7 separate regions of the Mus musculus genome follow, and regions 1, 2, 3, 4, 5 and 6 are each linked to region 7. A link is a contact called in public HiChIP or PLAC-seq, capture Hi-C and promoter capture Hi-C data. All regions are on one chromosome and are shown on one strand. Each heading gives the region's core, a stretch centred on a gene start, on an enhancer-like site or on the middle of the called end of the contact. The rest is flanking DNA. Distances are from core to core; before and after follow the strand shown. Region 1 overlaps Rarg (retinoic acid receptor, gamma). Region 2 holds the start of Bcdin3d (BCDIN3 domain containing). Region 3 holds the start of Itgb7 (integrin beta 7). Region 4 holds the start of Csad (cysteine sulfinic acid decarboxylase). Region 5 holds the start of Pfdn5 (prefoldin 5). Region 6 holds the start of Cers5 (ceramide synthase 5). Region 7 holds the start of Acvrl1 (activin A receptor, type II-like 1).

Evidence for each region. Promoter capture Hi-C pulls out the DNA fragments that hold promoters and counts their contacts. HiChIP or PLAC-seq counts read pairs in DNA pulled down with a chosen protein or histone mark. Capture Hi-C pulls out chosen DNA fragments and counts their contacts.
Region 1: a contact with region 7 is called in an H3K27ac HiChIP or PLAC-seq map of embryonic stem cells, with 7 times the contacts expected there. The contact joins the enhancer-like site here to the promoter of Acvrl1 in region 7. A contact is called at or near these places in 6 of 39 promoter capture datasets (the 3T3-L1 cell line, hippocampal neurons, liver and 2 more), 1 of 115 datasets of contacts at active chromatin or transcription factors (embryonic stem cells) and 1 of 9 other capture datasets (embryonic stem cells).
Region 2: a promoter capture Hi-C map of liver shows a contact between it and region 7, with 5 times the contacts expected there. The contact joins the promoter of Bcdin3d here to the promoter of Acvrl1 in region 7. A contact is called at or near these places in 2 of 39 promoter capture datasets (liver and pre-B cells).
Region 3: an H3K27ac HiChIP or PLAC-seq map of microglia shows a contact between it and region 7, with 4 times the contacts expected there. The contact joins the promoter of Itgb7 here to the promoter of Acvrl1 in region 7. A contact is called at or near these places in 2 of 39 promoter capture datasets (hippocampal neurons and pre-B cells) and 1 of 115 datasets of contacts at active chromatin or transcription factors (microglia).
Region 4: a contact with region 7 is called in a capture Hi-C map of macrophages, with 3 times the contacts expected there. The contact joins the promoter of Csad here to the promoter of Acvrl1 in region 7. A contact is called at or near these places in 4 of 39 promoter capture datasets (3T3-L1-derived adipocytes, embryonic stem cells, hippocampal neurons and 1 more), 1 of 115 datasets of contacts at active chromatin or transcription factors (embryonic forebrain) and 1 of 9 other capture datasets (macrophages).
Region 5: a promoter capture Hi-C map of hippocampal neurons shows a contact between it and region 7, with 2.7 times the contacts expected there. The contact joins the promoter of Pfdn5 here to the promoter of Acvrl1 in region 7. A contact is called at or near these places in 2 of 39 promoter capture datasets (cranial neural crest and hippocampal neurons), 1 of 115 datasets of contacts at active chromatin or transcription factors (microglia) and 1 of 9 other capture datasets (adipose tissue).
Region 6: a contact with region 7 is called in a promoter capture Hi-C map of liver, with 2.5 times the contacts expected there. The contact joins the promoter of Cers5 here to the promoter of Acvrl1 in region 7. A contact is called at or near these places in 3 of 39 promoter capture datasets (hematopoietic stem and progenitor cells, liver and pre-B cells).

What each region holds. Positions count from the first base shown.
Region 1 is chr15:102,248,788-102,252,235 of GRCm38.p6, forward strand. All of the region lies in intron 3 of Rarg (retinoic acid receptor, gamma), which reads right to left. Among named protein-coding and RNA genes, the nearest start is that of Rarg, 7.0 kb to the right of the region's middle. Within about 2 kb of position 1,939, at least 54 of the 459 cell types and tissues checked have an H3K27ac peak or open chromatin away from gene starts, as enhancers often do. A contact at or near this core is called in embryonic stem cells and stem cell-derived epiblast-like cells, where this site is marked.
Region 2 is chr15:99,473,253-99,476,766 of GRCm38.p6, forward strand. Bcdin3d (BCDIN3 domain containing) reads right to left here and starts at 1,478. Exons shown (of 2, transcript NM_029236.2): 1 at 1,204-1,478. The coding sequence starts at 1,440.
Region 3 is chr15:102,230,439-102,233,888 of GRCm38.p6, forward strand. It overlaps Itgb7 (integrin beta 7), which reads right to left and starts at 1,497. Exons shown (of 15, transcript NM_013566.2): 1 at 1,413-1,497.
Region 4 is chr15:102,203,624-102,207,521 of GRCm38.p6, forward strand. It overlaps Csad (cysteine sulfinic acid decarboxylase), which reads right to left and starts at 1,429. Exons shown (of 18, transcript NM_001359126.1): 1 at 516-1,429. Zfp740 (zinc finger protein 740) reads left to right here and starts at 22. Exons shown (of 8, transcript NM_001289691.1): 1 at 22-179; 2 at 948-1,463; 3 at 1,606-1,682.
Region 5 is chr15:102,324,468-102,328,341 of GRCm38.p6, forward strand. Pfdn5 (prefoldin 5) reads left to right here and starts at 1,649. Exons shown (of 6, transcript NM_027044.3): 1 at 1,649-1,793; 2 at 1,966-2,068; 3 at 2,351-2,382. The coding sequence starts at 1,722.
Region 6 is chr15:99,770,748-99,774,227 of GRCm38.p6, forward strand. Cers5 (ceramide synthase 5) reads right to left here and starts at 1,768. Exons shown (of 10, transcript NM_028015.2): 1 at 1,436-1,768. The coding sequence starts at 1,632.
Region 7 is chr15:101,126,503-101,129,930 of GRCm38.p6, forward strand. Acvrl1 (activin A receptor, type II-like 1) reads left to right here and starts at 2,020. Exons shown (of 11, transcript NM_001277257.1): 1 at 2,020-2,081; 2 at 2,425-2,561.

The sequences.
Region 1 (3,448 bases), core at 689-3,188, 1.1 Mb after region 7:
CTAGTGCCCCTCTTTTCCCCAAAGCACCCCCCAACCCTTATTGCAGCAATTAGACCCATTAGCCTCTAGCATTTCATGGGAACCAGATGTTCCCCACCAGCCTTGGTGGGGGCATGAAGGGGGGGCTGGTGCCTGACTCACCCCCTTCCCTATGATCCCCACCACCAGGGTGCACCCCCCTCCCAGCTAGATCCTGGAAAAGCTATGGTCCCGGGGGAAAGAATGTGCCCCTCCCCCACTGAGAAGGCCAACAGCACTGAGGCTTCTAGCCTGGTCACCCCTCAGAGCTCTACCAGTTCCTGGCAAAAAAAAAAAAAAAAAAAATGTGAGTTTGGCCTGGACTGGGTTGGGGGAGCGGGACAGCGAAGTCCTCTCTCTCTCTCTCTCTCTCTCTCTCTCTCTCTCTCTCTCTCTCGGTCTTGCTACCTTTTCGTGAGGTTTGAGGATCACACACTTGGAGTTCTCCCTGCTTAATAACCCTCCCTTTCTTCCAAAAATCTCACTCTAAAAACTGAAGAGGTATTTCAAACCAAAGTCGGCCCCGCCCAAAAGGGTAAGTCCTAAAGGGATAGGTCCCACCTGAGGAGCTCTGGGAGGGGTCTTTCGAAGACAAGAAGAGGGGGTGGCAGAGGGAGGTGTGAAAGAGAGGGTGAGGCCCAAGGCGAGGACGTGAGGCACTCTTGGCAGGGTGGGGGCTGGGACAGGGTAGGGGGCCAGGAGAGGGGGGGTGCCGCCTGGGCCCCAGCAGCGGCAGCAAGCTCGGCTCCCCCCGCCGGAGAGGTTTCCTGTTGCAATCAAAGCCCCGTTTGTGTCGGCCTGGGGCTGGAGTTGGAGCCGGAGGAGGAGGAGAGACTGGGAGGGGAGGAGAAAGAGGCAGCCACTGGGGTTTTTTTCCTGGAGGAGACTTCGCTGCCGCCTGCTTGCCTGCCACCCTCATCTGCCATGACTTTCTTTCCTTACTTTTTTCCCTTGTGCCTCCTGGCCCCTCTCTGGGTCTGCACCTGTATAGCTGCCCCTCTGGACTAGGTCTGGGCATCTCCAGCTTCAACCCTTTTCTCCTTGTGCCAGTCTGCTCTCAGTGTCCCTGCCCCACAGACACTGGCCCCACCACCATGGCGACTATTACCGCCACAATACTTGAAGGACAAACTGGGCCAGGTCTTCAAGACCACAGGATCCTTTCTCTGCTGGTACACTCTGCCCCTGTAATCTGGAAAAGCAAATAGACTACACATCAGTGTTCGTGAGAGATACACGGAGGTCCAGACACTTGGCCTTTCATTCGCAGGCCTGTATGCACGCATGCATGCATACACACGGGTGCGCGTGCACTCCCTCCGTTTTTCATGCACACAGGTCTATGCTTGCCTAGCTCGGCAGCTCAGGCTCCCCTCTCCTCTCCCCTCCTCCATGACAGGGTTCTATGATGCCTGCCTCACCCACTGAGGCCCCAGGAGAGCCCCAAGAGGTGGAGCAAGATTTCTTCTCACCAAGGATATCCCCAAGGTGCCAGGGGCTGACTCTTCAATCCAAAATCCAGCCCCCAAGGAGAAGCTTCAGGCCCCTCCTTAAACCATCCCTTCTTATCCTGAGAAAGAAAGAGGGTGGTACACTGAATATGAGAGATAGAGGCTCCTTGCAGTGTAGGTGAGTATGGGTGTGTCGTCATCAGATTTATGGCTCTGATCCACCCCTCCCATTTATGATTAGATGGCTACATCCAAAAAGGGACAGCGGATCAAAGCAAAGGAGAGATGTCACTCTCTCATCCTCTGGTCCATTACTCTCCCACCAAGAGAGGGTCCCTAAACTCCAGGATTCCTTCTTCCCTTCAGCTGGACGCCCCACCCCAAGCACACTGTCTGGACCCAGGCCTTCTCCTCCTCCCTACCCCACCTGCTACCTCTCTGCCTGGGCCTGTCCCTCCATGCTAGCCCGCCACACCCTCCTCAGCTGCCTTCCCTGGTGTTGGTGCTCTCCTTCAGGGTGACCTTTGAGGATGGGGCTCAGCCTGCTGCTTTTGATACCGTGACCTCACTTTGAACCCTGACCTCCATCTCCCTGTATCTAGGATACAAAGAACACAAGGAGACTTTCACTGGGTACCAGCCATGTCTCTTAGCGTCCTTCCTACCACCAGCTTTTCCCATCTTCCTTTCTGACTTCAGCTCCTTTAAGTCACCTCCCATAGAACCTGGGGAAATCAAGTCGGAAGACTCTATGATTAGGCTGTGTGGTTCTCTGCAAGGAATACGTTTCACGGGAGTTAAGGCTTATTCCCACTGCCTGGTGTCAGGCAGGTTCACAGAATGACACTCAGAGAGTCCAGCTGAAGTTTCCAAACACACACCCTGCACACCACACTGTAACCTCCGTTGTATTACAGCCACACAAGTAGCCCCTACATTCTTGATATTCAACCCTCCTGATTCTTCACAGTTTTTGTTGCATACACTGGAGTTCTGTGCAGAAGCAGTCTTCGAGATGCTGTGTACGCATACACTACAAGTGGACTGGGAGACAAACACACACACTCCAGATAAAGTCACCCCTATATACGAAGCACACCAGTGTCCCCACTTTGCCTTAAAGGCCCTCCTTCTCTTTGGCTCAGTGTCCCGGCTACACCTTTATTGTTATTGTTGCCGCTGCTGTTGTTCCTTGAAACAGGTTTCTCTGTGTAGACCAGGCTGGTCTCAAACTCAGAGATCCCTGCCTCGCCCTCATGACTGCTGGGATTAAAAGTGTGAACCACCATGATAAAGACTGTGTACTCATCTTTCTTTTTCTGTCTCTATTGCCCTGCTCCTGGCAAACCTTTCATTTAACCTCTTCTGTATACACAGAGCCCTGTGCCAGAAACTGGAGTCCGAGGCCCCCTACCACACCCCTGTCTGTCATGTCCTGGTCAGGAGTGACAATCACCAAGTGGGCAAAGAAGGGTCCCAGAGGGAGAGAGGAAGCTCAGGCCTTACTTGCTGGCAGCATTGAAAAGCTTAACCTAAAGAGGACAGGCCCCAGGACAAGCAGGGGTCTGCAGCGTGTGGGGACTATTCCAGACCAGGAGGGAGGGGAGGAGTCCAGAAACATGTGACTAAGGAGAGGATACTCCCCAGTAACCCTTGCTCCAGTCTAGATATGTTGTAGACCAAGAGCTACCTCTTTGCCACTGGGCTACTTCTGTCCTCAGAACCTTCAGGCATTTTCCCATACGTCTTTACGCACCGGGCACTAAGTTTCCTTCCTATTGGCAGCCTTAGAAACCCAACAGCCCTTCTTCATCACAGAGACAGCTGACGGACTGACTTCTCAGATTCTCTAGTCCCCCGCCTGTCCTCCCGACCACCCCCAACCGCATGCAGCCTTAAAGGACACTAGACACACAAGCAAGCTCAGGTGTCCACAGGACTGTGACCCCTCCTGTGCTGAGTCCCCCAGGAGGCAGTTT
Region 2 (3,514 bases), core at 228-2,727, 1.7 Mb before region 7:
ATTTGCTTCCCTCCTATCGGACTCTGTTTTTGAGGCCGGCATGGTCTCCATATTGAGGGCAGAGAGAACTTGTGTAAAACAAAAATGAGTGGATAAATGCGTAAATAAATAAATGTTCAAAAGTAAACTTGAGAACAACTGCCTTAGTCAATTGCAACCGTGTCCTTTCTACTGTGGCTCTGTATATACTGTTTACAATTTTAAAATCTTTTTTTTAAAAATGTTTTTCTTTTCTGTTTTTCTGCTGGTTTCCTATACCACGGTGACACGTTTACAGGGACACACACCCAGCTGGTTACTGTAGTCTATAACCAAAAGCTCTCCTCAACTGAGACCCTCAAAGGTCTTCACCACCCACCAATGTCTCTTTTTTGTCGTTTTTGGAAACATGGTCTTAGTAGCCTAGGCTAGCTTCAGACTTGTGGGAATGCTTGTCTTCTGAGAGCTAGAATTACACGTGGGCAAAAGGTCTATCCCTGGACTCTGGTGATGGAATGTGGAGCGAATGGCGGAGGGTCCTAACCATTTGTAATGTTGGATAAAACTGCCCGCTTCACTGGGACATCCACTAACTAGCTACAAATAGGCGAGACTGTTATTTCCTTATTTTTGCTGCGGTTTGACTCTAATCATTACATGTCTGAAAACACTCTGCGGTGGGAAAGGTGGTTAAGGCTTCCTCCTCTGGCCGGATGATCTATTTTCTTTCTTGATCCCTCTCTACTGTTCACCGTTGTACTCTGTTAGCACAAGTAAATAAGGATCTGGCTCCAGGTCTGTCTTGCACTGTATATCTACAGCCTTAAGTTTCAGCCGTGATTACGTCACCCTGGCTCTTATCTTTTAGGAATCAGGATTCCCAGATTTTTTGGGGGGGGGAAGGGAAGGGGATCCCCGTTCCCCAGCCAAGAAGACCAGCAAAGCAAGAGAGGAGGCAAACGCCGGAAGTCCAGATCAGACGGTCCTCCTCCCCAGCGGTCTGGCGGGAATTTTTGGAATGAGTTGTGGATTGCTCAAAATTCCTCACTCGGCCGTGGGGCCCCAAAGGGAGGGCTGGGACGTGCACGTGTCTGTCAAGGCTATACTTTAAAAGCCCACTCTGGGCTTTGAGTTTTGATGCCACGCCCAGGCCAGCACCACGGAGGACGCGGAGGCTGACCATCGCTGGGCTCCCGGCGCTCCGATCCCTGCCGCGTCACTCACCCCGGAGTTACACCCCACGTCGAGCCCTAGGATCGGCCTCTTCTCGGGACCCTCGGGAGGGAAGAGCTGCCGAAGAAGCTCCGGGGGCAGAAGGCGGAGCCTTTGCTCGGGAGGGTGGAAGCGGGAATAATGAGGGAAATTTCCGAACGGGGCGGCCCCGGGTTCCAGAGCCCCCGGATGCTCTTCCTCCACAGCCTCTCCAACGCCCCCTCTTGACAATGTCCCGTCTGCGGCCATCACGCTCTGTCCCTCGGTTGGGGCGGAACCGGAAGTCTGGAGCCCGCGGAGGGAGGGGGCGAGCGCAGCGCCAGCGCGCATGCGCCTAGGGTAGAGGTCTGAAAGAAGGTGAGTTTAGGTAGGTGAGAAGACCCCAGTGCCTAGTCGGGGCTTTCGGTATCCTATTGGAGGCCGTGATCGTCCCCTCTTACTTAACGGACTTGCCCAACTTGAGTTGAACCTTGGGCCACTGACCAAAGCAAGGAGTTTGTGGGGGTCTTGAAAGTGAAGTTGGTCCAAGTTTCTTTCTTTTCAGATACACAAAGTGAGCTGTAAGGAAGGGGGATTCCTTGTCTGGGGAGTATGTGTGTGTGTGGGGCCTGTGACGGGGTCACACAACAATGCACTGACACAGGAACTTGAGCCTGGTTTAGAAAACGTAGCTGGAAGCTCTAGAACACTTAAGGTGCCACAAGGGGACCGACAGACATAGTAACTATAGACTTCATTCCAGAGGATGGAGTTGCTACATTGATACTTTTCAGCTGTGAACCTCCTATATTTATCATAAATCCTGGCGCACGGTTGTTCAGTAAATACTTGTTGAATGAAAACTGTACAAGATGCAAGTGACTAAGCCGTATCTGTTTGGGGGAAGAAAGAAAATGGGAGAACAGAGTTAAATTGAAAGAGATGTGTTGAGATAAACTTAAGACCAAAAGTGGGCCGAACTCTGTAAAAATGGTTCAATCAGGAAATGCTTGCTGGGTAAGCTCGTGGACCTGAGTTCGGATCCCAAACACCCACATAAAAAGCAGGGTGTAATGGTGTATGCCTGTAATCCCAGACTAGCAGATCTCTGAAGTTTGCCGGCTAGCCAGCCTAGCTGCGTTGGTGTGTGCTCCAGGCCCACTGAGAGATTCTGTCTCAAAAGATAAGGTGGGAAATGATCGAAGAAGATGCCTGCCATCCGCCTCTGGACTCTACACACGTGTACACACGCTAGGAAATAGTAATACTTTAAAAGCTTTTTAAATGTGGTCTGGGGTGGGGAAAGCTGGTGAGGAGAGAGACTGAGGAGTCAGCCTCCCTTAGTCTCTGTTCTATTGCTGTGGAGAGACAGGTAACCATGGCAACTCATTAAAAAAATAATTGGAGGCTTGCTACAGTTTCAGAGGTTTAGTCCATTATCATCATGGTGGGAAGCAGTAGCTGAGAGCTAGACCCTGATCCATAGGCAAAAAGAGAGTCCAGGCTTAGCCTGGGCTTCTGAAACCTCAAAACCCACCTCAGGTGACAAACTTCCTCCTACAAGGCCACACCTCCTAATCCTTTCAAAGAGTCCCACCCTCTGGTGACTATTCAGACATATGAGCCTATGGGGGCCATTTTTATTCAAACCACCACATGGCCTAAGCAGTAAGTTCGGTTTAGAGGTAAGGAGAGCCCAGCCTGTTAGAATCAACCCATGGCACTGTGTTCTGACCAGCCCATTTTATGGAGACCTCCCAGCTTACTAAGCCAAAAATTTGCTAAACTTTATAAGAGACTGAAGCATCTATACAAGGACCGACAGGGTTCCAACAGGTCTCTAGGGACACCACCCCCCCCCCCCACCTCCACAAATGTGTTTTGGCTTAACTTTTTGACAAGATCGTGCAGTAGTCCTGGTTGTTCTTGGACTTCCTATGTAGCAGAGAATGGCTTTGAACTCTTGATCTTCCTGCCTCCACCTCCCACATGATAGGATTATAATAGGTAATATAGGTCATGTCCAACTGAAAAGAAAGGTCCTATTTTTTTCTTCCCAAGTTTTACTTTTATATTTTGATCTCTGCTTGATTTGTTTCAATTTTTTTCTTTTCTTTTTCATTCTTCTTCCCCACCCCATTCAAGACAGGGTCTCTCTGTGTAGCCCAGGCTGTCCCGGAACTTGCTCTGTAACAGGGTTTCTCTGTGTAGCCCTGGCTGTCCCGGAACTTGCTCTGTAACAGGGTCTCTCTGTGTAGCCCTGGCTGTCCCGGAACTTGCTCTGTAACAGGGTTTCTCTGTGTAGCCCTGGCTGTCCTGGAACTTGCTCTGTAGACCAGGCTGG
Region 3 (3,450 bases), core at 247-2,746, 1.1 Mb after region 7:
TCGACTTCACCTAAAACCTTCATAGTTTCTTCTCTTTCTTTTAGATTTTAATATTTTTTGGTCGGATTAATTCCTTCTCCTTGATGTGTCTAACGTCACGCGTGCCCCCAGAGCGCAGAAGCATCAGGTCCCTTGCCAATGCAGTGATGGATGGTTGTTAAGCAATATGTGGGTGCTGAGGGGGGCGTCAAACCTGGATCCTTTGCAAGAGCAACAAGTGCTCTTAGCCACCGAATGCTCTCTCCAGTCTCAAAAATGTAATGGTTTCTAATTGCCTACTGTGACTAATCATGACACACACACACACACAAGGAAAGCACATGCAGCCATCACACACGTGCAGATGACTCTCAAGGAACCCTCTGGAAGACTGGCAGTACCCGCCGGCAACACTGGTAAGTAGAGACTGCAGCGTAAGCTCCCTAGGGATTGTGCTATGGTGTTCCCATGGCCACCAGCAGTGTACAAGAGCCTGCTAGCCAGCAACCACAACCCCCTCAGCTTGGGTCCAGACTCAGGTACTGATGCTCTTTACAGGGAGTATGGGGAAGGGTGGGGTACTGAGCCGTTGAACACCCCATCCTGCTCACCACCCCATGTGACCTCAGATGGGTGTAGTACATTACAGAGCTTCTGCTCTCAGGGAGAGGCTGACCCCAGGCTTAACCTCACTGAAACCTCAGACCTGCGTGCTTTGCGCTGTGGTCAGGGAGGCTCGAGACTCTGCAGCACAAAATTTAGTTCTGACTCATCTCATAGATGGGGCTTCACTTCCACTCCCCCCACAAGACAGAGACATCAAGTCCACTCATCTCTCCTAAAGGGGGCTCTGAACTCATACATGACCTCTCCTGCCCCTCTCAATTCTGTCCCTTTCTCCCTTCTTTGGCAATCCATGTATCTTGCCACCTGCTGCCTGTCTCCTTCCATGCACACACGCATGCGTATGTGTGCGTGTGCATGTGTGTGTGTGTGCATGTGTGTGAGCATGCACATGTACAGTGCAAGCCTCAGTAGACCAGGAATGTGGAGTCTGTGGCTAAGGTGCCAAGTGGGAAGACTTCTGGACTGTGCAAAAAACATCAAGTTGCAAAGATAGCAGCCAGGGACAGACAGGAGATGCTGGGAGAAGCACAAGAGTAAGTAAGCCTTAGCTCTCAGAAAACACTCACGTATAGCATCGCAATCTCCTTCCCTCCCTCTGGCTCCACTGGAGAAACAAATGGATGAGCAGCAGGAGGCTGGGATAACCGAGAAAGAAATAGTGGGGACCATAGGAGTGCAGAAGGGGGTTCAGAGCCTTTCTCAAGACTAGACAGAGCACTGGAGAGCCCAGATCACAGAGAGGTAGGGAACAAGTAGGCCTGGGTGAGAGGAGGAGGTGGGTGGGCTGCTGCCCTGAGGGTACTCACAGGTGCTTGAGGAGGAGCAGCCCTTCCTCCGCCGGTGGCAGTGGCAGCCCTTGTGTACAGATGGAGAGGCAGCAGAGGAGGAAGTGACACACCCTGGGGTGGGGGGACTCTTGGAGGGTGGCTGATCTAGCAGAAGGTGGAGCAGATAGGAGTGGGCTGGGTAAAGAAAGGACCTAGGAGTCCCATCTACTAAGCACTGCTCCTGTGCTAAAGAAGTACAAGGAAGGGTCACCAGAACAGCGCCGGATAGTGGCGGTGCCCCCACCCCTGCCCCCACACATGTCACAGACGCAGAGATTGAAGCCCAGACTCTAAAGAGAGATCGACTTTGCAAAATGTCACACAGGTAGCAAGGGGCTGCTGGGCTGTAATCTAAATCCAACTCAGCTTCCTTCCAAAACTCAATGTTCTCTCCAGTATCACAGAGAGGAAGGAGCAGACAGGAAGAAACATGAAGGAAGGTGGTTTCTGTTCCTTTGGAAAACTCAGGGGCCATTGAGTTGTGATGACTGCCTTTCGTGCTAGGTATCCATCTTGGTTCCAATAGCCACTTGTCTTTTGATTTGCCAGGAAAATAAGTTCCCAGTAACCCTGACACACCGGCCTTCACCCACAAGCCTACATCTGTACTTGTTTTGATAGAATCGGTATTTGTCGCTGTTGTTGGTTTTGTTTTGTTTTGTTTTGTTTTCTCTGACATTCTTGTGCAGACATTCTGGACTACTTTGAGGTCCCCTTGACTACTACCTCTTGGCAGAGCAAAACAGCTCTTGGCTTGCATATGCAGATACTCAAGGTCTTGTGGTCTTCATTTTTAAAAATCCTTTCCTCATCCCTTATTCCCCTTTGAGTGGCAGACTCTAATTTGGCTCAGAGATTGCTGTCCTGCTACCAGTATCAATAAATTTAACTAATTATAACCTGGATTGAATCAAGGTCTTTCCCTAGAAGTCTCGACTCCTGAGAGTACCACAGCTAAGCTATTTGGACTCTGAAGCCAACCTGCCTGAGTTAAAATCCTGGCTCTCTCTCCGTTAGCATGAAGTAGTAAAACTCCTTAGCTGTATTCTTTAATCCAGGGTTTCACAACCTGTGTGAGTCACAACCCCATAGGAGTTGAACAACCATTTCACAGGGGTTGCCTAAGACCATCAGAAATATCAGATATTTGCATTACGATTCATAGCAGTGACAAAAATTGCAATTATGACGTAGCAGTGAAAATGACTCTGGTTGGGGTCACCACAGCATGTGGGACTGGATTAAGGACTCGTGACGTTCGGAAGGAGGGGAGAACTTCCTATGGCTGCCATTTTATAGATCACCATAAAAAAATAAGACGGTGTCTATTTAAGAGACCATCTGGTACAGTAAGAAGGGTGTGTGAGGATGCGGCTCAGTGTCAAGATGCTTGCCCAGCTTTCAGGAGGCCTTAGGTTTGGTCTCTATCACTGAGAGAGGCAATAACTGTAGGAGTGAGGAGTCTAAGGGGATAAGAGGTGGAGGCTTTTTCTTTTAGGTTTATTATTTATTAATATATGTAAGTGCACCGTAGCTGTCTTCAGACACACCAGAAGAGGGAGTCAGATCTCATTACGGATGGTTGTGAGCCACCATGTGGTTGCTGGGATTTGAACTCTGGACCTTCGAAAGAACAGTTGGGTGCTCTTACCCACTGAGCCATCTCACCAGCCCGAGGTGGAGGCTTTAAGGGTCTAGACAGTTGGCAAGTTAGAGAGAGGCAGATGGCTAGGTTTGGGGGTGCCACTGGGGGTCCAGGAGCCAGGATAGAGGTGAGTCTGGGAAAGAGTGCAGCTAGAGCAGCCCGGAGTGAAGCTGCTATGTTATGCTATGCTATGCTATGCTATACTATGCTATGCTATGCTATGCTATGCTATGCTATGCTATGCTACGCTATGCTATACTATGTATGCCATGTCATGCCATGCTATGGGGAGAACTGTGTTCTGTAAATACAAATGGGAACTTTCCCTGGACCACAGTGCTGGTAGAGATTCCCTATAGAAAGCAGCGTGTG
Region 4 (3,898 bases), core at 179-2,678, 1.1 Mb after region 7:
GGCAAAGAGGGGGAGGGGGACGGAGAAGTGCTTCCGGGGAAACGGGCCCCGGGTTGGTGTTTGTAAACTTGCCTCGGTCCCGACGCGGGGAGCGGCGGCCGCGGGCTTGGCACGGGGTGCCTGGGGCCTGGAGGGGGCGCCGCGCGGCGGAGGAGACGGCGGGAGGCCGCGCCAGGCAGGTAGGCGCGCGCCGCGGGGAGGCAGCGTCGAGCGGGCGGGCGAGCGGGCGGACAGCAGCTCGCAGGCCGTGGGGCGCCGCGCGCGAGGGGGGAGGGGAGCGCGGCGGAGGAGGGGCGCGCGGCGGAGGGAGGGGGCGCGAGGGGAGGGCCGCCGCCGCCCCGCCCCCCACCGCCCCGCCGGGAGAGGGGGCCTTGCCCGGGAAGGGGGGGGGAAGCGCGGGCGCGAGCACGCAGGTCGCGCGCGGCTCGGCGCTCCCGGGGCTGCGCGCTGCGGCTGCCTGCAGAGCGCGCGCACACACGCCCGCCCTCCGCCTCCGCGGCGGCGAATTTACGAACCTTCGGGCGGACTCCGAGCGACGCTCACGTGCGGGCACTGCCAGCCACCCCGGCGCTCGGCGGAGGCCTCCCGAGCTTCCTTCCAACACAGTTCTGCCCTCGTCTGTGGAGTGCCAGCTTTGCAGGCCGGCCCACTCCGCACAAAAGCCCCAAAGGGCCTCCGCCCCCTTCTTCCGTTCCTAAGATGGCAAATCCCAGCTCTTACTCTCTTGGCAGATCCTCTCTATAGGAGGCCCAACTTACTTTTGCTCCCGTTGGCTGCTCTTTCGGCCCAGGAGGCCAGTTTCTTCTACTGACCTAGAAAGAAAGCTCTCGACTCATGTCCTCCTTTTGAGCTTCAGAACGCCCAGCAAAATAAGTTGAGGGAGCTTCGATCGTTGTTTGGCCTGAAGATGTTACACCTAAGGGCCTCATCTCCCTTTCTGGTTTCAGGTTTCTGGAACAGACCTAGAGCTTCACCAAGAGAATTCAACTTGGAAACCAAGACTGGTAGACTCTCGTTTCTTCCGACAAGAGGCAGAAGTCAGAGAGAGACTGCGGATTCTTGGGACACCTGTTTTCCTTTTGGAGGACACCGAGTTCTTTGAGAAGACAGTTCAATATGGCAAAGGAACTGAAAGAACGGGGAGGAGCCGTTACTGTGATTTGGTGACGGTTCTTCAGACAACCAGTGTCTTAAGGAAAACTGGGACAGAGAACTTCTGAACTTTTTGGGTTCGTTAAGTGAGAAGTCAGCATGGCTCAGGTAAAAAGCTCTCGAGTCCTCCTTCAAGACCGTTCACTGGGAAGCCTCTTTGCAGTGTCACCCTTGAATTCTGCCTTAGCCAACAGTATTGACCATCCCCAGTGAGCCGAGCTCTGTATTAAGCGCCAGGGGGAGATCTAGAGGAAGGAAAGGAGACAGGCCACAGCCCCTGCCTTCAGGGAGCTTCCAGTCAAATGAAGGAGGTAGGCTATATATCACGTCACAGGCACTGATGGGCCATTGGCAAAGCACCTTGTACCCGGTGTACTTTTGGTACGTGAAGTACTCGGGCATAAGGGAGTGTATAGTCTGGTGAATGCTTCATTTGTTTTTTTTTCCCAACAGGAATTTTATTGAGCTCCTGTTACATGCACGGCATTGTGTTTGGAATACAAAGATGAATAAGATTGCCCTTGTCCCCAGTAAGCTCCCAGGCTAGTTGGGGGGAGGGGGAGGGATGACGGCAAGACAGTCTGTTATTTATTATTTTTATATTCACGGTGCCCTGCGTGATAGCTGGCTGGTACTAGAGACTCTGAATCAGTTGACTAAAGGAGTTCTCAGTGATAGAAGGATTGTGACTGCGTGGTGGTACCTCTGCCTGGATGGGGGGGGGGGGGGGGAAGGAAGCCTGCAGGTAGCATAGGATTTTGCTAGAGAAGTCAACAGAGAAGGGCACTCAGACAGAGGGAGGGGCTTAGAGGGATGGGACACCACTGGATGGTTTGGTGGGTAGTTAAGGAGCAAAGGATTACAAATGGGGGATCATTAGATGGGGTTAGGTAACGAAGGATGGGGGGTTACTTCCTAGAGAAGTCAGTGGAATGTGGTCCAAGGGCTTTTTGTGCTTTTCCTAAGGAGTTAGACATTATTATCCAGGGAGTGGGGAGTCCCCGAAGAATGTTAAACTCCAAAGTAATGTGGTCCAGAAGATAGCTGTTTTTGTGAAGGTGGCAGATGGTTTGGAAGGACCAGAGGGACGGAGGGACCGTTGTAGTCTTCTGAATGGAGAGCCGTGCGCTTCTCTGAGCTTTCTCTGAGGAAACCAGTCTCACCAGGACGGCAGCCTGAGTGTAGAGGGGTTGGCTTTCTTCCAAGTGCTGCAGCATGCCTCTGGGTCTCTTCCTTTGTCTGTCTGCAGCGTACTCCACAGCATCGTGCTCACTGTTCTGAAAGGGTTGGTTGCTTCTGCCAAGCATTGACTTTGTGCTTGACACTAAGCATTTTACATCCCTCTCTCATTCTCCTTGGCCCTGTGAGGGTAGGCACTCTGATTGGTGTTTCACATTGGAGCGAAACAAGGCTTCAAAGATGGAGAGACTTGGCCAGAATTGCACAGCCCAAACAGCAAAACTAAGATTTTTAACTTCAGAGTTCATGGAAGTGAGAGAACGGATCCGAAGGCACACTGATCATCCAAGAGAGTAGTTTTACTAATCTGGGAGTTTGTTGACCGACTAGTTCTTTAAAAGACTTTCTTGAGTAAGAGCAATGCATACTCTGGAGTGCCGGCTCGATAGTAGGTTAGAGGATTGTGGTTGTAAAAGGCGGTTGGTTGTGTCTTAAGGCACCCCTGTTGAATTAACTTTTTTAACTTTATTTAGCACCTAAAAATGGCCTAAAGGGGGTGGGGGTAGCCAAGTGTGGTGCCACATACTAATCTCAGCACTCAGGAGGCAAAGGCAGGTGGATCTCTTGAGTTCGAGGCCAGTCTGTACTATAGAGTGAGTTTCAGGACAACCAGAGCTACACAGAGGAACCTTATCTTGAAAAACCTAAAAAAAAAAAAATGGCCAAAGTGGTTCAAAGAAACTGTATATTCGACAGGCATGGTGGTGCACGCCTTTGATTCCAGCACTTGGGAGGCAGAGGCAGGCGGATTTCTGAGTTCGAGGCCAGCCTGGTCTACAAAGTGAGTTCCAGGACAGCCAGGGCTACACAGAGAAACCCTGTCTCAAAAGAAAAAAAAAAAAGAAAAAAGAAAGAAAAGAAAAGAAACTGTATACTCAATTCCAGAATCTAGAGATTTTATTTGCTGTAGGTGACAGCACTTAAGGAATTTAAAATCTAAAGTGAGAAATAGCCTAAAAGCAAATGTAGTTGGCGCCAGCAAGTCTACTTGTCTGAAGTAGGCTTTGAATTCAAGCACTGCTGTGGCCTGGCACTCACTGTTTAGTAAGCCCTTCCAGAGGACCCATATCAGTCCCTCACAGCTGACTACAGCTCCAGGAGATCTGATGCCCTCTCCTGTTCTCCCTGGGCACCTTACCCACATGGGGCATGGACGCATACACACACACACACACACACACACACACACACACACACACACAAAATAATAAAAATAAATCTTACAGAAACAGAAGAGGGGGTCAGCGAGATGGTTCCACAGATGAAGCATCTTGCTGTCAGCCTGATAGCGGGAATTAGATCTCAGAAGCCACATGGTGGAATGATGGACCGACTCCTCAAGTGGTCCTTGGACCTCTTAGTAAAAATAAGAGAGTTTGGAAGGAAGACATTGCCCTAGGAATCTCCGATCTCAGTGGGTCAGGCAGACAGATGTCATACATACCTCCTACAGTTAAAGCTCAGAAATGCCTTAGGTAATGTGTAACCCCACACACTGTTTGGTAAC
Region 5 (3,874 bases), core at 399-2,898, 1.2 Mb after region 7:
GCTGAATAGAGGGCCATCAAAATACTGAAAGTGGCCCTGTGGTGCATGCAGAGGCCAGCCTGGTCTACTTAGCAAGTTCTAGAATAGCCAGGGCTATACAGAGAAAACCCTATGTCCAAAAACAAAATGTACAGAGTGAGAGGCAAACATCCCTATGAGGTAAAGGCCAGCTGAGTCTTTACTTTTGAGTTTCAGCTAGCCAGTGCTACAAAACAATACCCTGGCAGTTAAAGTGTTCACACTGGAGAAAGGAAAGGTAGTGATAGGGCTATGCTGATGTTTTTAATCCTTCCACTGCCTTTGAATCCTGGATGATTTTAGAAACCATTGCCCTTCCCACCAAGGCTGCTACACTTTGGCAATGGCAGCAGCAGATTCAATGGGGTTTGCTACTCATATGGTTTGTTGCAACAACTACACCTTTAAAAGTTTCTGGGAGGGGGGGGGGTGCTGGTGAGATGGCTCAGTGGGTAAGAGCACTGACTGCTCTTCCGAAGGTCCAAAGTTCAAATCCCAGCAACCACCCATAATGAGATCTGATGCCCTCTTCTGGTGCGTCTGAAGACAGCTACAGTGTACTTCCATGTAATAAATAAATAAATAAATAAATAAATAAAAGTGTGTGTGCACCACCAATATCTGGCTGATATTGTTAAAAAAAAAAAAAAAAGTTGCTGGGAAGCACACAGACCCTTCCTATCCAACACACAATGGTGGGGCTAGACAGACACTCAGCAGTTATGAGCACTAGGTTGCTCTTTCAAAGGACCTAGGTTTGGTTTGCCTGCATATATACTGAGACATAAAAATAAATGTAGTTGGTTGGCAGTTGTTCCTTTTTGGCACTTGCACTTTATCCTTTAAAGCGCGTTAGTGGTACTGTCAGAACACAGGTTCCCTGCTGTCCTGTCGCGGGCTTGTCCCAACAACGCGCAGTAGCTTATACCGCTTTACAATCTTGTGGTTGTGTCGTGAGTCCGAGAGTTTCGAGTCCCTTGAAGGCCCAAGCCATGTTTGCTAACTAATTTTATAACTACCTTCCTCTACTACCCATTCTGTATTTCCTTCACCTTCAGCCAGCACCTCAGCAGGTCTTGGCTCTTTTCCTGGAGGATTGACCCATACCTTCATTCCTGATGGGTCTGTGTCCTTTGTCATCCTGCTTGGATTAGGCTGTTGTAGTTTCCCATTGACTTTAATCACAGGACATGGTAGTACTAAGAGACGCCCTAAGGGATCTCCTACACTCCAGACATAATCTTGCTTACCACCATTGTGAAGAGGTAATCCAATTTCCCCATGGTAATCTGGATCTATCACCCCTCCTAACACTGTTATTCCATTTTTAGCCTGTTGGTTTAAGGGCATTAGAAGCCCAAAATGACCAAGGGGAAGTCTGAGCTTCCAGTTCAATGGAATGTTTGTTGTAGCTCCTGGTAGGAGCACTCCCCTCTCTGGAGCCAAAACTTCTAGGCCAGCAGAACCTAGAGTTATGGGGACAGGAAGCCAAAATTACCGTGCTAGCTTTAGTGTACTCTGAGAAAAGAAAAACTTGCGTTCTCTAATTAAGCTTGAGATCCGAAAAGCGGGTCCGAAACACAGGATCATAGAGACGACGGGCGCAGAGCGTATCCCCTGGCGGCACCACGGAGGTAACGCGGAGGGCGGCTAGAGCGTCACTCGCCCAGGCGGCTTCCTCTTCGGCAGTCCTCCTTCCCAACATGGCGCAGTCGATTAACATCACGGAGCTGAATCTGCCACAACTGGAAATGCTCAAGAACCAGCTGGACCAGGTGAGGACCTGTCCCAGCACCTTCCTCGCGCTTCATATCCTCCGACCGACCGCCCGCCCGGTCGGGGAGGCTTCCTTTCCCAGGGAAACCCCTATCCGGTCCCGGGTCCCGCCCCCTCAGCCTGGGCCCCGCTTTCTTGAGCTGACCCCTTGTTTTTTCCCGGCTTCTGTAGGAAGTGGAGTTTTTGTCCACGTCCATTGCTCAGCTCAAGGTGGTCCAGACCAAGTACGTGGAAGCCAAGGACTGTCTGAACGTGCTGAACAAGAGCAACGAGGGTATGGGCTAGGCGGGTGAGGGCGCCTGGGGATGCCGGCTTCTCCTTCGCTTTTTCCTAGTTCCAGTTTTCGTTAAAGAAAACTGTTTGTTACTTAGTGTGTGTGTAGCCACAGGAGCCCCCGCATGTTGCCTACAGAAAACTAAAATGTACAAGACATTTCCTCAGTTGCTGTGTTCTTTTCACTGTCTGTGAACACTGAGCCCTGTTGGGAGCTTCCCCTAACGTCTTCGCGTGGGAGCCGCTAGCCTTCCCCAGCTGTTTGTCTTTATTACTTTCACAGGAAAAGAATTACTGGTCCCACTGACGAGTTCTGTATCCTTTCCACGGGAAATGCTACCTTACATTCTTCCACAGTCTTTCCCAAAAGCGGGGAGAGTTTTGATTTTAAGAACAGTCGAACACTTAACGTAGCTCACTTGTCTAACGTTGCACCAGTGTCCATGTAATACTTTGTATCAGAGTTCGGTGAAGAATTGAAATGTTGTGTTTCTCTTTGTTTAGAGATGTCAATATGGAGACAAAGCTGGCATTTGGCTAAAGCCAGTAGAAAAAATGTTAGGATATTGAAATTGGGAACTTGCCTCTTTTTTCAATTTCACCTTAATTGCCGCTCATCTCTAATAGTGAAAGGTAGATTGTTTCCTCCTGTTGAAATGACCTGTTGTCATTTCCACCAGGAAATGACAGTCGAAAGAGAAACCTAAGAATAGCAAAGTGGTGAAGACTGTTTTAAGTAACAATAGAGCCGGCAAGGTGACGACGCAGAGCGTAAAACCCACACATACACACTGAGCTAACTTTCTGATACTAATGGGGTGGAAGGAGAAGACCAACTCCCAGAAGTTGTCCTCCGACCTTCGTGCTCCATGGCATGCACACTTGTGAAAACACACACACAGACCAAATACATGTAAGTTTAAAAGTAGTAATAATTTGTAACTAGAGAGATGGCTCAGCAGTTAAGAGCACTTGCTCTCAGTGAGAACCCAATTGGGTTCCGAACATCTACATGGTGTAGGTGACAACAATTCAAGGGGATGCAGCAACCTTTTCCGACTTCTGCAGGCACCAGGCATGCACATGATGCATACACATACACATAGTTTTGTCTTAGGGTTTCATTGCTGTGAAGAGACATCATGACCAAGGCAACTCTTTTTTTTTTTTTTTTTTTTTTTTTTTTTGGTTTTTCGAGACAGGGTTTCTCTTTTAGCTCTGGCTGTCTTGGAACTCACTCTGTAGACCAAGCTGGCCTCGAACTCAGAAATCCGCCTGCCTCTGCCTCCCGAGTGCTGGGATTAAAGGCGTGCGCCACCACGCCCGGCTGCAACTCTTGTAAAGGCAAACATTTCATTTGGGGCTGGTTTAGAGTCAGAGGACTCAGTCCACTGTCACTGTGTCTGGAAGAATGGGAGCACCCAGGGAGACATGGTGCTGTAGAAGGAGCTGAGAGTTCTACATCTTGATCCAATTGGCAGCCAGGAGAAGAGACCATCTTCCAGGTAGCTAGGAGGAGGGTCTCAAAGCCCACCCCCACAGTGCCACACTTCCTCCAACAAAGCTATATAGCTCCTAATAGTACCACTCTGTGGGCCAAGCATATTCGAACCACAAATCTAAAATTAAATATTTAAATCAAAATTAGTAATAATCCATCAGGATTCATGGTTCAGGGGAAGTGAGGCCGGCTTTTCACTCACACTATTCTGGAGCTTTAGGAAAGAATCCTAAGTATCTGATCTGTTCCTTCTGGAAAGTGGAAAAATACAGGGGCTCCTTTAAAGAGGAGAGATGGGATCAGGAC
Region 6 (3,480 bases), core at 518-3,017, 1.4 Mb before region 7:
AGCTTGTTATATATCTGTATGAGAAACAAAGACTATTCTTATGACAATGGAAAAGTGTATTGGATTGTCTCTTTTCTTGATAGTTCTTGCATTTCATTTTCAGCCCTCACTATGGAAGAGAATAGCAGGATCCAGTTTTCTCCTAAGCCTGCACCTCCACCTCCACCTCAGGGATACTTAAGATAATGATGGTTATCTTGAAAAACTGTAAATTCTTGGGGGCCCAGAAAAGACTTTGAGTTTCACTTAATCTATTTATTATATATTTACTTTTTGCATCTGAGTGTCTGGCATAGCACTTTTAGAAGAGATAAATAGTATTACTAAATACAGATTAGTGACTAGCTGGATATAAGAAAAAAAACCCTTGTAGACAAATCAAAGAAGTAATCCAAAACAGATACTTCTGAGTAATGGATTATTTTGTCTAACCACATCTCCACACTAGAAAAGGAATTCTGGCATCAGTGTCGTGTTTGTTCTAGATAAGGTTTTTACAGAAGGCGTCTCTGCCTACGAGGAAAGTACTTCCTTGGAGTTTGAGTAAGCTTTATCAAAAACACAGCTATGATTGATCCTCATTACAGATCGCATCAGATCCTTGAAGAACAGTGTCTTTTTGGCAGCAGATAAGACTAGCCCTTTGAAGAACGGGGTGGGGGTGGGGTGGGGGGGATCTTCTGCCCAGAGCATGTAGCTGGGCAAAGTATGTTGTGAATACTACCACCTTAGAAGCTGGTTCACAAAGCTGTTTCCAATAAAGTCTCAGGCTCCATCGCCTTCAAAATGACCACTTCTCCCATCTCAGGCTTCCAAGGCCCGTTCAGCAGTTCCTCTTGACACCTTCCCCAAATGTTGGAAGCCTCAGGCTTCACCACACCCTATCCTAGCCAGACGTCTGCTGTCATACTAACACGTTCACGCGCTAACAAATCAGGGCTTGGGGCCTAACTGATCCTGTTGTTTCAAACCCCAGAAGTAAAGTAACTTTAGCAAACATTACATCTCATGCATCCACCTACGTCGCTCGGAAGCTCTGGCGCTTGCACTGAACCCACAAGCTTCCAGGACCCCAGCTAATTCTGGTTCTCCCAGGCCCTTCCCGTTCCTCTCGCCGGGCACTGCGGGAGCACGACTCACTCTTGGGTTCCTGGAGATTGGGAGGCAGCCTTCGAGAGCTCCATGCGACTCTGTGATCTGCACTTCTGAGGCCCAGCACTCCCCTCGATTCTCTCTCACTCGCCCACACCCTAGACTCGCGCGGTCTGCGCGCACGCAGGCTCCAGGGGCGCGTCGCCGGGCTCCGAGCATCCCCGCCGCGGCCCGGGCTCCCCGGCTCCCCCGCCCCGCCGCCTCGGCTTCCGGCCCTCGGTCTCCGGCCCAGGCGTCCCGCCCCTACCCCCCGCCATCCCCGGCCCCGCGCAGCAACGCTCACCGCTCAAACAGCATCCTCACGGAGAAGATGCACACTGCCAGCGGGAACACCGACAGCACGTGCTGGGCGCGCGGGTAGCCGTAGCCGTCGCCCGGGCCCTCCAGGTCCGCCCAGCTCACGTTCTGAGGCAGCCAGAAGCTCTCGCTCCACAGCCAACCCCACAGGAGGCCCAGGGTTTCCGCTGCTGCAGTCGCCATCTTACGCGCGCCCGGCGGCCACTGCCGCCACAGCCTCGGAGGCAGTCAAGGCAAAAGGAACCCGCTGGGAGGCGGCCCCGAGGCGGGGCCCGGCCTACGGCCACCCTCTTCCGTCCCTGGGTCCTCCCAGCCGCCCAGCCCGCCTCTCCCGCAAGGATGGCCTCCTCCCCGCCCATCCCGCCTTCCCGCCCACTTCTCCGTCGCAGCAGCCCAGGCCCCTCATGTGGGTCCCGGCCTCGCCCCGCGTGCCCATTTCTTCTTGGCCACGCCCACCTGTCCTGGTCACGCCCCTCACCTGCAGCCCGAGCCACGCCCAGTTTCTTTCAGCAGGTTCGACATCACCATGGTCACACCCCTACCTCAGGCTAGTTTCTCCCTTTTGGAAACACTCTTCCTAGTCCAGCAGATTCAAGTTCTTTCTGGCTCCCGGCCCGGCTATACGTTCCTGATCATCACTTACAGTCCCGGTGTCCCAGCCAGCCGGCTGTGCTGTTCATCCTAGTTGATTCCTCCTCCTCCTCCTCCTCCCCCTCCTCCTCCTCCTCCTCCTCCTCCTCCTCCTCATACTCCTCCTCCTACTCCTCCTTCTCCTTTTTTGCACTTCCTTGATCTCCACCCCCCTCCTTGGCTTTAGGCCTTAAAAGTTACCTTCACTTTTTCTCAGAGAAAACACAAGGCTTTGAAATATCTTTACATTAAAAGCCTGTAATTCCAGCCTCCACTGTAATCCCACTTGGGGCTCAGGGTCGTTCTCTGCAAGTTCAGGGCCAAAATGAACTTCATGAGACCTCCCCATCCCACCCCCATTCCCTTTTGAGTGTCTGTGGGAGGTAGTGTTTCACAGCTGACGGCTCCGCACTTGGGTGACCAAAGGGAGAGAATTGTCCCTTCCTTTTAAGACCAGTTTGCATACAGTACAGGACAAAAGGTTCCTCCTCTCCCCTCTTGAGGCAGAAGGTAATGGGGGGAAAAAAAAGCAACAAGGCAAAAGGAAAATAAATGACCGCTAGTTTTAATGACATCTGTCATGTAGCAGTTTATGAAGGAATAAACTGAAGTCCAAAGAGGCAGAATAGTTTGCCCAAAGTCATATAGACCAACAGCTGTAATTAGAAAATAATTAGAGGGGCTGGTGAGATGTCTCAGTGGGTAAGAGCACCCGACTGCTCTTCCGAAGGTCTGGAGTTCAAATCCCAGCAACCACATGGTGGCTCACAACCATCTGTAATGAGATCTGACTCCCTCTTCTGTAGTGTCTGAAGATAGCTACAGTATACTTAGATATAATAAATAAATAAATCTTAAAAAAAAAAGAAAGAAAATACTTAGACTCCAGAACTCTCATTTCCTTATCTTACAAACCACCTCAACTTTATTTTTTTATTTATTTATTGTTTCCAGCCCGCTTGGGCCCAGATCGCTTTGGCCTATTTATTTATTATATGTAAGTACACTGTAGCTATCTTCAGACACCCCCAGAAGAGGGGATCAGATCTCATTACAGATAGTTGTGAGCCACCATGTGGTTGCTGGGATTTGAACTCATGACCTCTGGAAGAATAGTCAGGGCTCTTATCTGCTGAGCCATCTCTCCAGCCCCCCACCTCAACTTTAAATGGTCAGAGCAAACCTTGAACTCTTGTAAATCTACCTAAACAAGGAAACAAACCAGAGACCAGGCAGTTTTCAGAGGACTAAACTGTCCTTCAATTGCCAGAGAGCCCTGAACATTGGTTAAAACTTAGCTACAAGGCTAATAGCCAGGAACTAACTGGGGACAGCGGTGATGGTAATCTCAACTTACGGTCTGAGGACAACAGATAAAGGAACTTCACAACTAGTAGGGTA
Region 7 (3,428 bases), core at 770-3,269:
TCTGAATGGCTGTGCGTGCTCGGCCTTCATCACTCTTGAGAGTGGGGCCTGAAACAGGTTTGGGGCAAGCACATGGAATCCTAGCTCTGCGGAGGTGGAAACAACAAGATCTCATGTTCACAGCCAGCCTAGGATTTTAGGGACCGTTCTCAAAAAACAAAAACAAAAACAAAAACAAAAACAAAAACACAGCACACAGTTGAGAATTTAGTGCTGGTCCCCGAAAGCTCATTGCTCCACCTCTGCATCAAACCGTTGTCACCTGCCTCTAGAGAGGACCTCCTTGAAGTTCTTCAGACTAACTTCTGAGGATCAGCAATCCTCTGCTTCAGACCCTGCTGGGAAGTCTTCTGAGTCCCTGGATCTAAATCGGAATTCTTTGGGCCTGTTTCATTTCGTTCTGTCCTCAGAATATAGGAACAGCTGGGCCTTGTGAGCAACTAATTCTTGTAGACTTGGACGCAGTCTGTAATTCCTTTTCTATGTCCTCATTGGCCTGAGGCCCTAGTGCTTTCTCCAACTCTTGTCACTCCTCCCACATCCCCCGCCCCTGCCCCAAGCTCCCCGTGCACTATGGGAGGCTTGGGTTCACAAGAACAGCCCAGGCACCAGCCAGTGTCGGGAACGCTAAGAAGAGGGGAAAGATGCCACCCCTGTCCACAGCTTCTCTTCAACCTCCTAAATTGACTTCTCTCCGTCTTACTTCACAGGCCTGCCCACAGAAACTCTTCAGTCCCCACTGACCCCCTCAGCCACTTCCCAGCTCCTGACCTTACCCATGGTCCCCTATCTGCCCCTTCCCAAGGAGGCGGACCTTAGACTTGGGCTGCAGAGGTCCCATGGGTCCTGTCCCACTCAAGACAGAGAGCCGCCGGCTGGAGAATGAAAGGCTTACCGGAAGCCATGGCATGTGGGAGGAAGAGTGGGTGTGAAGATGGTCATGTATCCAAGCTCCCTGTTCTATAGAGTGTAACAAAGCGACCACCACAATCTGGAAAAGCAGATACTGTAATCCATAGTACTGCAAGACATGGTCTGTCCTGACCCTGAAATTTGGTTGAGCCGGGGCTCTGGAAGGTCATGGGGCTCACAATTCAAGAAGCTGCTAGCATGTGGAGCTCAGCAGAGGAAGTAAGACCAGTGGGAGCCTCCCGCCTTTCTCTCCCCCAGCCTCTATCCTTGCCAAAGGATAGGGCACCTCTGTCCCATCTTGCAAAATCTACATGACAGGCATGACACCTTAGAGATTGCTTCTGTGTTCTCCCACTGGGCTAGGGCCACCCCTTCCCTAGCCTTCTCAAATATTAGCCGACAAACTCCTTCCTTGAGGAACTTAGATAGGCACCATCTTTTACCGTTTGAAAGATGGAACACTATGCTCATTAGTAGCGGGGGGGGGGGGGGGGGGTTGAAGCCCCTGGAGGTGTTAGTGGGGTCACAGCAACTAGCCTGGATTCCCAGCTGGTGGAACTACTTCAAGGTCCCCCACAAGGATATTCACAAGGCTAAGAGTAAAACTCAAGTCCTGCCCAGGAAAGCATAGATTTTCACCCAGTCCCAGCCTGTACTGCCGATCAGGAAGAGGAAGAGTGTCCTGTCTTCCCCATCCCGAGCCCTCTGCCCAACTCCCCAGCCGCAGGTCCCAGCCTCACAAGGTTCCATGCCCCAAATTCTAAAGCTCCCCATCTGGTAGTTGTGCCCCGCCCCCATCCCGTGGTTGGGGTCCCAGCCCGGCTAGACAAAAAGGACACGGCTGAACAGAAAAGACAAGGTGGCCTTTCCCTCTATTCTGGCCACCCCTGACCTGAGGGAGAGGAACAACTAACTGTCAAGCCTTGAGGTGCACAGACCAGACTGACTCAGAACGGACCTATCTAGGTTTCTTTAGCCCGAGGCTGAGCGTTGATGGCCAGCACTGTGGACAACGGAAGGGAACAAAAGTATTAAGGGTGAAGGGCTGGAATTTGGAGGCAAAAAGATTTAAGCCAACTGGAGAATCCAAAGGGCGGAGCCAACTCTGGAGCAGACACTCCCAGCCCAAACTCAGCTTTCTTAGCGCTGTTCCTTAGGAGTGAGCACAGGTAAGTTGGCTGCTACCTCACGCGGGTCCCTCCCTGAAGCCCTCACGAATCTAGATTTCTGCCTCTGGGTGCAGGCTACCCTCTCCTGGCCTAGAGCGACGCTTCCGCAGCTAGCTCAGTCCCTACGTTCCTACCCAGGACGCACGGGACCCCAATGCCTGGGTTCGAAGCCTGTCCCTTCGTGGCAGGGAGGGGCTGGGGTGGTCGCACTCGGTCTGCAGCCCTCTAGAGCCGAGCCCTGCTGCTGGGAGGCGTACTGGGCAATAGGAAACGAGTTATTAGGAGGGAGTGGTGGAGCCGGGCCAGGCAGGAAGAAGCTAGAATAAGAAACATTTTGCTCCAGCCCCTTCCCAGTCCCCGGAGGCCGCCGCGCCAGCCGCGCAGATCGAGACCTTTCCCGGCCCCACAGGCCGGCTCTGGACGTGAGACCCCGGCCGCCTCCGGCAAGGAGAGGCGGGGGTCGAGTCGCCCTGTCCAAAGGTGAGTCGGAGTGCCGCTGGGCCGGGCAGGGAGACCTGTCCCTGGTCTCAGGGGGACCCTTCTTTATGTGGATCTCAAAGACCTCTCAGACGGCGCGTGGCAGGGTCAGTTTTAGCCGGGCAAGACAGTCAGCAGTCCCCTGGTTGTGGACACACACCTCCCTGCTACCCCGACCTGAGCGTGGAAGGGGGCGGGTCGAGCACGGATGGGGAATCAAAAAACTTTTTTTGCTAGGTATCCTGAGGCCTTTAGCTTCTCTTCCCTGCCGAGATTAACTCTTCTACCCTTATCTATAAAGGTAAAACGGGACTGAAAGATTCTTCCCTCCTGAGCTCCAGGGTGCTCTGTTGACATAGGAGCGACTTCCCTTGCGGAACCTCCTCATAGAGACCACTTAACCTGGCACCCCAATCCTTATCTCTATAGGGTCACAGAATTCCCCTGCCGTGGGTGTCCTTGACATTCCCCTTTAGGGACTCCTGGCCCTCCCCCAGGCTGAGATCCAGGCAGTCAGTCAGCCCTGCAGAGAACAGCTCTGCTTTCTTAGGTCTTCCTTTGAAGGACACATTCCCCTGCTCACGAGCAACTTCTGGATGAGTTCGGCCCCCTCTCTGACCCTCCAGGGTCAGTCTGTCTAGGGGGTCTGTCTAGGGTCTTTCCTCTCTGGATCCTCACCACTCTAGCTGGCCCCCCACCTGTCTTCACAATTATCCTTCTTTGTTGTGGGTGGTTTTGCTCACACAGCCTATCAGATGGGAGATAACTGTGCCCAGCTTGTGGAAGAGAGGTCAGCTTCAGGCTTTGGATGACTCTGAGAAGGGTGTCAGTCAATGACATCAGGAGACACCATGGTTGGGAGGTTTTTTG